Linked DNA regions of Mus musculus: region 2 is linked to region 1. Evidence: chromatin contacts called from public HiChIP or PLAC-seq data. All regions are on one chromosome and are shown on one strand. Each heading gives the region's core, a stretch centred on a gene start, on an enhancer-like site or on the middle of the called end of the contact. The rest is flanking DNA. Distances are from core to core; before and after follow the strand shown. Region 1 overlaps Tnip1 (TNFAIP3 interacting protein 1). Region 2 overlaps Gm2a (GM2 ganglioside activator protein).

Region 1 (6,121 bases), core at 1,124-3,623:
ATCCTTTCTGAGAGTCATGGTACTTACTGGACAGATGAGAAAGGTGGATGTGTCAGAGCCCGTGGTACTGTTGTCAGTGCCGCGTTCTTGAACCCACTGCCCAGGGCCATGGGGAGATAATTCTGCAGCAGTGACCTCCAGTAGTAAGGAAATGAGTGCATTTGAGTCCAGGGATTTTTGTTGTTGTTGTTGTTTTGTTTTGTTTTGTTTGTTTTTTGTTGTTTTTTTTTTTTCTCAAGACAGGATTTCTCTGTGTAGCCCTAGCTGTCCTGGAACTCACTCTGTAGACCAGGCTGGCCTCGAACTCAGAAATCCGCCTGCCTCTGCCTCCCGAGTGCTGCACGCCCAGCATTGAGTCCAGGTTTTACAGTTGCTAGCAGAGTGACTAGTCAAGTTGATGACCTTGCCAGACCCTGGTTTCCTTTCTTTAAAACAGGAATGCTACGAGGCTGCCATGAGAACACCGTAGGGAGTTAAGGCTCAGTGGGTAGAATGCTCACTAGTGTGCATGTATTCAGCTGCTCGGAGTAAACTGCACGGTGGCACATGCCTGTAACCCTGGAGTTGGGAGTTGGTAGCAAGAAGATAAGGAGTCCAATGTCATCCTTAGCTGCATACTGAGTTTGGGGCCAGCCTCTGAGCTGCGTGAAGCCAAGTTTGAGGTCAACATATGTTACATGAGCCTCTCTCAAAACCCGAAAGAAAGCACTTGGTTAACTGAAAATTCTTTCTAGATCCCTGAGGCAGAGAACCATGACCACCTTGGAGTTTTCCTAGTAACTAGGTCTGCAAAGGGGTCTCTGCCCAGGCTCTGGACTCCATTACCCAGGCCAGGCATTTCACGTGACTTCTTGTCTTAAAGGGACAGCCTCCCTTTTCTCTAAATCAAGAGGGAACTCAGTCAGAGGGCTTCCATCTTCCTGGGGGCTGGGTTCAGGCGTCTTCCCTTCTAGGTTTCTTTAGCCACAGTCTTGATTTTCCAGGACAGGATACAAAGGTCCAGGTACATCCTGCTACCAGCACTGCCGCCACCACCACCGCCACCGCCACCACGGGAAACTCCATGGAGAAGCCCGAGCCAGCCTCCAAATCTCCGTCCAATGTAAGTTGCATTTGGAGCTGTGACTGGTTACCTAAAGCTCTTCCCGCCACACATCAGTCTGGAGCGCTGGGATGGGACAGCTTGCCATTTTGAGGTGAAAGTCATGGTTCTCATGACCAGGAAGGTCCTGATCAAACAAGGAGTTTTCTCTCATTTCCTGAGCTATCTAACGTGACCATGCTCACTAACTGGGCACAGACACATACTTCCAAGATGCTCAGAAACCATGTGCTGCAGGCTCAATGGAGAAGTGTAGCCTGGCATCATAGGGCCAGATCCTTCAGATGGTCAGAAGGTGGGTCTTTTCCAAGCTGAGACCACAGATGGGGTCATGGTGGCTCTGACTGGTGGCCAGCTGGGCTGGTTTCTCCCATCTGTCCTACCCCATCCAGGACAGGGAAAGCAGGTCAGGAGGGTGTTTTTGGTTTGGGGGTTTTTTGGTGGGGTATGAAGGAAGAGGTATATGCGTGGAGTGTGTTCTGGTGAGGACAGAGGAGGGCATCAGGTCTCCTGCTCCTTGCTTTATCCCTTACATCTCTTCACTGAACCCAGAGCTTGCCATCTCCAGATAAGCCAGTACCCCAGGGATCCTCTTGTCTCTGTCCACTCCCGTGCTGAGCTGTGAGTTAGGGATGCCCAGCTGTGCTGTTTATATGGGTGCTGGGAAATCCCAAGTTAGGTCTTCCTGCTGGTGTAGCGAATGTTCCACCCACTGAGCCATCTCCCCAGCCCCAGTCACGCCACATTTAAGGGTCTCTTAGAGCCAGGTTCAGATGAACTCTGGGCTCCTCAGCTGATTGAACAGCCAGTGAAGTCTGCGCCTTGGTTGATGACACATTGCAGAGCGGCCTTAGTGTTCTCAGGTCAGTCCTCTCCTGGGATGACCTTTGGGTTGAGTTGGTGAGGCTGGTGCAGGGCCTCCCTTGGTGGTGGCTGTAGTAGCTGCTGCCAGCCAGGGTGACAAGAGGCACCTGAGCCCAGGAGATAGCTTGGTTGCTTTGGCAGGATCTGCCAGCTTGTGCAGAGTCTTGGCTTGTGTGTTGACTCTGTGAACTTGGTTTCCTCATCCGTTCCAACACACACACACACACACACACACACACACACACACACACACACACACACACACACAGAGAGAGAGAGAGAGAGAGAGAGAGAGAGAGCAAATAAATAATACTGTTTCAAGGTTGGCTCGACCCACACCCCTGTTTCACTGATAAATAATGGCCATGGAGGGGTATGACCTCAGATCACAAGGAGGGTGATGGCAGTCCTGTGGTTCTTGGGTGATCTCATGAATAGTGTGTGACTATTGCCTCTAGGAACTCTGCACTGTTTGCCCTTCTGTCTTCCTTGGGGGCAGGGTCCGTTTATCATGGGCAGCTACTAACTTCCTTCTACCTAGGGCGCCTCCTCGGACTTTGAAGTGGTCCCTACTGAGGAGCAGAATTCACCCGAAACTGGCAGCCACCCTACGAACATGATGGTGAGCAGACAGGCATCCCCGCCCCCACCTCCAGCACATCCTTTTCTTTCCTCTCTGTCTGTCACCTGCCCTTTCGTGACACGACACTCAGATCCCTTGGGTCCCCTGTAGTTACATGGGGGACACAGAGGGGCTATAGCATGGGGTGCTTCTTACTCTCATATGCAAATCCCCCGCTGGTGACTTCCCCAGCTTGGGGCACACAGGCACCCCACTGTTGTGAAAGCCTGGGCCACTTGCCAGCCCCACTGGCCTCTGGACCAATCACCTTTCTGTCAGTTACAGTGACTCAGCCTCTTGGGTCTGTAGGTGTGGAAAGGGTCGGCCTGGTGCTGATGGGAGGGGTGGGAGTGATTTACCCTTTTGTGCTTGTCCTTGGCTCCTCCCAGGGGCAGATGGCCCGGAGGTTACACTTTGTGTTCACAAGTGGGGTGCACGCGTTTCTCCAGCTTCGGAGGGGCTGCTCAAATCCACATTCCTACCTTGCAGTGTTTAACCTTAGTCCAGCCGTGCAGTCCTTCTGTTCTTTCTTAAAATGCCAGACTTGGAGAGCTGCTGTGAAAGATCTTCAAGATTTGTCAGAGACCTTAAAGTCCTGTCTTTTCCTCATCCCTCCCTCCTATTTAATGTTTGCTTTATTCTGTTCTGTTTTGCTTTGTTTTCGTGTGAGGCAAACCTCTTGCCTCTTCTCCTAAGTCCATACCATGAAGCATGCCCCACTATAGACCATTAAACTGTTGCTATGCCAGCTCTACTTGGCCTCCCCTTCACCTGCAAACACCACCCCATCTCACACCAGCATTTAACCTTCAGTGCTGAGAGGATCGCCCTGTCAGGATGCTCTGTGTTTTGTCTCCTGGGACCATATGCATCTCGTCCTGTTCTGTCCCTGAGGACTGAGACATGACTGAGAGCAGGCGAGGTTCCCTCGCTCAGAAAGGTTTCAGCGCGCAGTCATGGGCTGATAACTTACCTTTTCCATTAAAGTCTGTCTACGCCAGCTCAGGAGTACACCAACTCCTGCTGGAAGCTTGTAGGCTACTTGGAGAAACCTGAGCACTTGATACACCTCCAGAGATCAGCCCTGGCCACTCCTAGTCCTTTGTGGTAGGAAAGGGACGTGCAATTGGAGACTGATTCTGCTTTTTTTTTTAATTAGAATGTGATGCTGATAGGACACAGGCCGAGCATTCAGTTGCCCAGAGCTCACTAGCAGGTCCTAGAGCCCTGGGTTACAGTGAGAAAATCCCAGTTGTAGGCCTGGCTCTGCCACTCTGCCATGTACTGACTGGGCTGCTATGAGCAAGTTCTCTGTCAGGATACATCATTGTCTCAGCCTGAGGGAACCGTAGCTCCCTGTGGCTCTGCTCTCTGATTCCCTGAAGTATTGGGGTTTGGGAGGAATCTGCTGGGTGATTCCTTGCCTGAACTTGGGGGTTGTGGTTGGGGGTAGGAAGTGGGTGGGTGGGTGGGGGGAACTGCTGGGTGAGTCTGTGAACTATTTTAGAGGAGGGGATCCGGAGGTGATGAAGAGTGTGAACATTTGGGGTAGATCAGGATATATAGAAATGAGGTCCACAGAACCCTGGGGTCTTGCAGGGGGCCTTGGGCAGGAGAAGGTTGGGAGGCCTAGTTAACGCCTGTCTATGAGCCAGGATTGAAAGGTCCCACTGAGATCCTTAGGACTGCTGTGGGTATGACCAGGGCTGTGGCTTCAGTAGCAGTGTTCTAGAGGGAATGGAGAGAGCAGTACTGAACTACTCTGCCCAGGCTGTTCTCTCTTCGTTTACTAGGTTGGGGTTCTCTGCAGTATTAGAGCTGTGATTCTTAGAAACATGGTGTTTGGTCCTCTCCCAGGCACAGCCCCCTAAGGAGAGCCTCCCTGAGCTCAGGAAGCAGTGCATTACAGTTAGAGACACCCTCTCTGCCTTCCCTCCTGTCAGTTTTGCTGTGCAATGAAGGACGGAAGTGATATACATACACATACTGCTGAAGGATGCCCAGCCTGGGGGAGGGCGAACTGACTACTCTCGGGCACTCAGTAAGACTCAGCGTAGGAGGAAGATGGCCTTGGTGGTGTTAGGCCAGCCAGTGGCCTGGAAGTCCTAGGTCCTGCCCTGTGAGTCAGCTCCAGATAGGGAACCTGTGTAACTGGAAATTTTCCCTGGGCTGAACAGAGGCCACAGGGGAAACTGAGTCATGAAGAATGGGGAAGCAATAGAAGAATCGGCCGGCATTGCCGCCTTAGGCTTGGTGAAGATCATGCTCTTGCTCCCACAGGACCTGGGGCCCCCACCCCCAGAGGACAGCAACCTGAAGCTCCACCTGCAGCGCCTGGAGACCACCCTTAGCGTGTGTGCAGAGGAGCCAGACCACAGCCAGCTCTTCACCCACCTGGGCCGCATGGCCCTCGAGTTCAACAGGTTGGCCTCCAAAGTGCATAAAAATGAGCAGCGCACCTCCATCCTGCAGGTGAGGCCAGCAAGAATCTCCCTGCGCCTCCTGCCCACTGTAGGGGTTAGCTATGGGGACTTCGGAAGGCTGGATTTTAGGCCTGTTTGGAGCTTTTTGTTCACAGTGGTGACTGCAGTAAGGAATTTATGGGAAGAAAAAGAAGGAAATGAGGAAATGGGAGGCAGGTCTTGCAGATTCACAGTGAGTGTCCTGGGGAGTGAGGCCTGGCGGGCTGAGTGTGGCCTGCTTTGTTCTTGTTTGTTTTCTTTTTTTTTTAAAGACCCGAGTCTCACTTTGTATCCCCAGCTAGCCTGGAATTTACCATGTAGACTAGACTGGCCTTGAATCAGAGTTCTGCCTGCCTCTGCTACCTGGGCACCCCCTGTGGCTTGCTTTGCTGTCACTGCAGCTCTTTGTATGCTCTGTCCCCAGCAGGAAGTGTTTTGAGATAGTCTCACTCATATCCCAGCCCAACCTCAGACTCACAGCATCTTCCTGCCTCAGCCTCCTAAGTGCAGGGATTCTAGACATGAGCCACTTCACCCAGCTTTAATTTGTCATATTTAAAATCTCAGGGGCTGGCGAGATGGCTCAGTGGTTAAGAGCGCCGACTGCTCTTCCAAAGGTCCTGAGTTCAAATCCCAGCAACCACATGGTGGCTCACAACCATCCTTAACGAAATCTGATGCCCTCTTCTGGAGTGTCTGAAGACAGCTACAGTGTACTTACGTATGATAAATAAATAAATCTTTTTAAAAAAAAAAATCTCAGACCCTTAGCCACGCTCTCTCCCTCCCTGCCTCCTTTTTCAAATCCCTCTTAGAAGGCTCCCTGTGCTGGGAGAATGGTTGATCCTCATTACTGTATGGTCCTGAACAAGTCACCAATCTCCTGTCCTGTAAGGATTGGAACTACCAGTGTCCCCCTCCTGGGACACTGCGTCAAAGGAGGCCTTTGTGTAATCTAGAACCCAGTGCTGGGAGATGGGTGACTGTTAGCTTCGTTTGATGATGCTTATCTACTCAGGGCAGGCCATCTTAACTTCGAGGGCTTTGCAGTTAAGTATGATCCGCTTACAT
Region 2 (6,121 bases), core at 2,229-4,728, 170 kb before region 1:
TTGAGGGGTGCACCTAACATTGACCTCTAGTCACCACATATATGTATATACATGTGCTCAGGCATACATACACACATGTGCACACACCCACCCACTCCAGATTCAACATTGAGAGCAGAGAATAGCATTCAGGCAACACTGGCAGACTCAGTTCAGCAGCCAGTCTCCCTTTCCAATCTGGACAAATTCTGTCCTTTTTTATCCACGGGACTTGACCTCTTCCTATTGGATAATAGCTGAAGAAAATGTACTAGATCAGCAAGGAGAAGCCATGGGCAGGGGTGGAGAGGCACTGAGATCTCTCCAGGCCTTCTAGCTCAATCACTGACAATGATTGACATGTCAACACGTGCCAGCACGAACTGGGCACATCCTGTGTGCTAGGCACTGAGTAAAGCACCATCCACATTACTGATTAACTCAGTTCTTGCTCAAGAGATGCCTAAGACTCAGAAAATTGAGCCCAACAGTACAGGGTGGTCTCCAACTGGCCGTGAGACTGAACATGACTTGACCTCCTGAATTTCCTGTACTTCTCCCTAAGTGCTATAATATACAAGCATGCATCACCAGGCTTGGCTCCCAAAATCTCTTAAATGATCTAAACGTGTTCCAGAATAGGTCTGGACCAGAAAGAGACTGCAGGGCATATAAGAACATCTTAGAAAGGTGGTGACTCTAACCAGAGAGTGAAGAGCTACAATAAACAGTGCCACAAGATGCCTTTACTATAAAATAAGAAAATATACAAAAACACATGCAAAGTTGGGCAATGGGTGGGAATAAGCTGATGTCCCCAAATAGATCTAAAAAGCAAGTGAACTGTGAAAGGATCGCTCGCCCTCATGAGGGATGACATTAGAGACTGGCCAAGACTCGGACTCTTAGTGTCAAAAATTGTGTGGGGAAGAAAACACAGCTGTCAGTGTAGGTGTAAACCTGGTTGGCTGTTTGGAGACATTTGGGCATTGATTATCAAAAGAGCTTTAAAAGCGTGCATCTGAGCCAGCGGGCTGCCTCAGCAGGACAAGGTGCTTGCCTTGTAAGCCTGGCGATCCGAGTTCCTGCCCCAGAACCCAACAAAAAGGTGGAAGGAGAGAACCAACTCTACAACTTGTCCCTGTTCCCTGTGTCGTGTGGGCCTCACCCCACATCTCCATATGCAGACACAAGAATAATAAATAAAAACATTTAATGTGAAGGTACATAGTCAGGAGAGTATGAATAGATCATTATTATACGGACAAATTCTAGCCCGCATGGCGTCTCCCAAATTAATCACGCTGTCTCATTAGAACAATGAGTGAAGATTCTGGGAGGATCCGTAACAGCCAACAATGAGCAGCTCCTAAGGAATTAGGCTAGGAGAAGACATTTAATAGAAGCTATTCATGGTGGCACACGCCTGTAATCCCAGTCCTCGGGAGGTGATGGCAGAAGGAGCAGAAGTTCAAGGCTATCCTTAGGTACTTACATTAAGTTGTGGGGCAGCCTAAACTACCTAAGGAAGGCCCTGGCTCAAAAGAACAGAAACAAAGTTGGGGATGTGGTTTTGGCAGAGTGCTCACCTAATATGCATGAGAGGCCCCGGGGTCCATTCCAGGTGTGGTAGTACCCCTGTGATCTGAGTACTCAAGAAGTGGAGGCCAGAGAGCCAGGAGCTCACAGCAAGTTCAAGGCCAGCTAAGGCTACATAAAGCCCTCCCTCAAAACATACATACAAAGCACTGCTTGTTTTCATATGTATTTTTTAAAAAATAAATGCATGCAGTATGGATAAAGGAAACAGCATTGTTCATTCAGCTCTGAGAGTCCACATTGTGGCGGCTCATGCCCACAACCAAACTGCGGCAGGCAGGCCTACCACAAGTTCAAGGCCAGCATAGGCTACAGAGTGAGACCCTGTCTCAAAACAAAAGAAAATAGCCTTATGTCCCTGGCTACTGGCTATACATCAAAACAACACAGAGGAGTCCATGGTGAACACTGGGCCGCCATATCCAAGTGCATGAATGGGTGAATCCCAGCTGACCTGGGTTTCCCTTCCATCCCCTGACCCTGAGACTCTATGAACCCGGGAAAGTCTGTGGTAAGTCTGCAAAGTCTGAAGTCTTTCACAATCTATGAGCATGAGTTTCCATGGCGCCTGCTGGCTGCCCACTCCCCGTCCATCGTCCACACAGCCTGGGGCTTACCTTCTGAGGAGCAGTGAGGGGAACGCTGGTCTTGCCCTCAAGGCTGACGACTACATCTCCAGGAACCACAATGGGGTCAGGTTGGATCGTGAGGCTTTTGATCACTGCAGGGTCCTTTCCTTCATCACAGTTATCCCAGGAGAAGCCACCAAGTTGGGAAAGCTAGGGACAACGAGACAGCAAGGAGAGAAGTGGAGGAAAAGAAATGTTTCAGCATACAAGAGTTGGAGGGAGGCCTGCCCATTCCCCTCTGAGCTCCATGGTAACAGTCACACTTGTCTGACCCATTCTTCAGGCAAAATGCCAAAGTGCAGGGCCTAGGCCCATTATATCAGACCTTGAACTTTAAAACTAAGGGGGTTGGGATGTCGCTCCGTTGGTGGAATGTCTACCTGGCATATTGGAAACCTTAGGCTCTATCCTTGGCATGACACAAACCCAGTGTGGTGGCAGGGGCAACACTTGGGAGGTAGAACATCAGGAATTCATGGTCATCTTCAACTACATAGCCCATGTCAGGCCAGTCTAGATACACAAGACCCTGTTCTGGGGCAGGGCAGGAGAGAGAGAGAGAGAGACTTAGCTAGCTGTATGGGTGCAAGCCCATAATGTAAACACTCAAGGGAAGATGTGGTCATTCTAAACCAGCCTAGGCTACAAAAGAAGGGAGGGAGGGAGGGAGGGAGGAAGGGAGGGAGGGAGAGAGGAATCACCCCTAGCTAAGGAAGTATTGGCAGTGGTGGCTACAGAGAGGAGGAGTCATTATACCTTGGGGGCTTGTGATACTCATAGATAGCCATGTCCTAACCCATGCACATATGAGAAGCAATAATTGGACTCAGTGGGTTATTAAGAGAAGATAAAAATGGCAGGCAGGTGCGCTGGATTGAAAGGGAATGTGGGATTGGATACGATACAGATACATTGTATACAAGTCAATGAATACAGAAAATACTCTATTTAATAATGGTATTAGCCTCATTTAGCTTTGAGGGTACCTTCTCTGAGCTCTGACCCTGCCACCCATTTCTCTCCAGCTAGCTTTGGGAGGTCACCACAAGACAAGCTGCTGAAAGTCACCCTTGTATTCCATGCCCATGAGCCTGATTATGCCCCACCCCTTGTCCAATCCTAGGTCGGCAACAAGGGGGAACAAGGAGAAAGAACACAAGGAGAAACAACAGTAACCCAAGCCTCAGCGTCCAGGGAACAAGACCCACAGGACAAGATCTACAGGAGGTCCCTCAGTGACGAGCAATGACTTTCTCACCTTACACCCACATTCTTACTCCCCTGTCGTGAACCACACCATAGGCACAACCTGAGTCACCCACCACTCCTCTGCAGAGGAACTTCTCAAATCTTCCTCCACGTGACCTAGATCCAACAAATGTGACCACCAGCCCCCAGAACCTTAGGATCTGGGATTCATTCTACACCTCTGTCTGTCTGTTTGTCTGCCTGTCTGCCTGTCTCTCCCTCTCAAAACACACTCACATGCCCCACCCCCAAAACCCCCTACAAAGACACTTAGCACTGCCATTATCCACACACAGCCTTAGAAAATCTGCCAGCCTGGCCTCCATCTTAACCCATTCATAACCATCCGGACCCAGAGAACACCTGATCCGTGCTAGACCACAGCTTCTCTCTGCCAAGCCTTGGAATTATGACACAAGAAGCTGTGTGTGTGACCCTATGGCCAGAGGCAATGTATGTGACCCTTATGACACAAGGCCTGGCACTGCCTTGGGTCAAAAGTTTTAAGGTGGGTTCCAAGCACGTACACTTGCGGCTCAGCTCCAAGTTGAGTTGAGGAGACAAGAGTAAGAGCCCCTCTGTCCTATGGGAAAGGAACACAGAGTCAGTCACCTATATGATCTACTACAGCACTAAAGGAGCCAGGCATGCTGACATACACCAGTCATCCCAGCACTAGGGAGGCTGAGGCAGGAGGATCTCAAGCTTGAAGGCAGCCTGGGCTACATAGTGAGACCCTGTCTTCAAAAAAGAACAAAAGGCAATCTAAGACCAGCAAGACCAGCACAGGGCACATGCCTGTAATCCCAGCACTCGGCTCTGATGTTCAAACTCATCCTCAAACACACAGTGAGCTCATAACCAGCCTGGGATGGAAAACAAGCATCCCAGGGACCTGGGACAGGTATGGCTTTGGAGTGCCAGGCAGGAAGCCTAGGTTCCAGTCAAACAGACCTGGGTTGGAATCCCAGCCTGGAACACATACAATTGGAGTCCTGATTTCTGATTTCCACATCTTTTAAGTAGAGGCATTTTATATCTTCCTCCCAGAACTGTTGCAAGGTGAGAACACGTATGTGACAACTCATGACATTGTGTCAGACACAAAGCATGAGCTGGCTCACTAAAACACAGCCATGTGCCTCCCTGGCCTCTGTTTCCTGCCACCAACTCCGTGAGATCCATGTAAGCCTGTTAAACTCCATGTTCAAGCTTCTTGGCATGGGCTTCTGATTCCTGGAATGAAAGGCCACACTGTGACTAAGAAAGGCAGGGCCAGGGTAGGTACCAGCAGGTATTTTGCTCAAACTTCATTCCATAAGTATTTGTGAAGCGACTATTTCAGGGCCTGGACTGAGGCTTTGTAAACAATAGGAAGCAGTTCTTCCCTGCCTTGTGGGGCTTATAGTCTAGTGTAAATAAGTGTTCCCCAGGCTGGCAGTGTAACTCAGTGGTAGAGAGCTCGCCTAACATGCCTAAAGTCCTGGGTTCAAACCCAAGTACTAGGGGGCAGAAAAAACGGAAAGAAAAGAAGGGAGAGAAGGAGGGAGGGAGGGAACAAAGGAGGATCGACCACATATTAGAGTGCCTGAAGGTGGTGTGGAGAGTAACTCAGGTCTTACTTAGGGTGGTTGAAAGGTGACACTTAAAAACATTCTTTCAGGATGAGAAATTAGCCATCAATACACACAGAGCACAAGCAAAGGCCCTGAGGTAGAAGCTCAGCTGGTTCCAGTACTACAGAAAGGCCAACAGGCTAAACACGTTGAATGAGGGACCTCGCTGAAGAAGGGTAGCAGTCTCATTGATTATAAGCCCTCATAGGTCAAAGAGAGCAAACTGGCCATGTGCAGTAGAACACCTTCGAAAGAAAGTACGGCGCTTGGAGAAGGATGGACTGGGGGAGGAGTGGCTGGTCCTAAGATAAATGAAAAAAAATGGCTAAGTAGTAACCTGGGCTGACAGGGTAGGAGGCTACTTTTTCCAACTCAGCAGCCTGATTCACACCAAGGAGGACTTTGGGTTCAGGGAAGTTTCTAGAGTGTCCTTTTTTAGACTCTTCCACCCTCTCCCATTACCCCTTCCCCCCTGCCCTAGTAGGGGACTTTTCACAAGGTGGTCCTCCACTAGCAGGGCCTGGGCAGCTTCAGCTGTGAGGTACTCCAGCAGCTGAGTCCAGGCTCTTGGGGAAAGGGAGGATAGCGATCAGCAGTATGTACCTCGAACCTGGCAGATGCCATCCCTAGCCTAGATGTGGCTACATAGGCAGAATAGGGGCAGATCCAGGCATGGGTTAAAATCACACACCAACCACTACTGCTCTCACTAACAGATGCTAATTAAGCCCTGGTCTCACTAGCAGACACCTCTGGCATGTTAACCCCTGGAGGTTCAACTTCCTCATTTATTAAGTGAGCATAACTATATCTTCTGTCAGGGTGATGGCAGGAGGAGAAGTCTGTACACAAAGCAACAGGACTCAGCGCCTGAAGGCAGCCAAGCTCATTTAAATGTTCTGCCCCGGGCCTGAGAAGAGAGAGACGATGTGACAGGGATGACAATAGGGAACCCCAGAGCAGGTGCTGGAATAGAGAGGGACATTCATGGGAAACCCAAATAAAGCCTAATTTAGTTCACAGTAAAGGACCCACACTGGCTTGGTTTTA

What was found. HiChIP or PLAC-seq counts read pairs in DNA pulled down with a chosen protein or histone mark.
Region 2: a contact with region 1 is called in an HNF4G HiChIP or PLAC-seq map of pancreatic cancer cells. The contact joins two enhancer-like sites. A contact is called at or near these places in 13 of 39 promoter capture datasets (the 3T3-L1 cell line, 3T3-L1-derived adipocytes, the C10 cell line and 7 more), 6 of 484 Hi-C or Micro-C datasets (the 63-12 cell line, Sertoli cells, beige adipocytes and 3 more), 2 of 115 datasets of contacts at active chromatin or transcription factors (bone marrow-derived dendritic cells and pancreatic cancer cells) and 1 of 9 other capture datasets (liver).

What each region holds. Positions count from the first base shown.
Region 1 is chr11:54,932,928-54,939,048 of GRCm38.p6, reverse strand. It overlaps Tnip1 (TNFAIP3 interacting protein 1), which reads left to right. Exons shown (of 19, transcript NM_001199275.2): 5 at 984-1,102; 6 at 2,508-2,588; 7 at 4,869-5,060. Among named protein-coding and RNA genes, the nearest start is that of Tnip1, 27 kb to the left of the region's middle. Within about 2 kb of position 2,373, at least 149 of the 459 cell types and tissues checked have an H3K27ac peak or open chromatin away from gene starts, as enhancers often do. A contact at or near this core is called in pancreatic cancer cells, where this site is marked.
Region 2 is chr11:55,099,823-55,105,943 of GRCm38.p6, reverse strand. Gm2a (GM2 ganglioside activator protein) reads right to left here. Exons shown (of 4, transcript NM_010299.3): 2 at 2,196-2,357. Among named protein-coding and RNA genes, the nearest start is that of Gm2a, 4.9 kb to the right of the region's middle. Within about 2 kb of position 3,478, at least 21 of the 459 cell types and tissues checked have an H3K27ac peak or open chromatin away from gene starts, as enhancers often do. A contact at or near this core is called in pancreatic cancer cells, where this site is marked.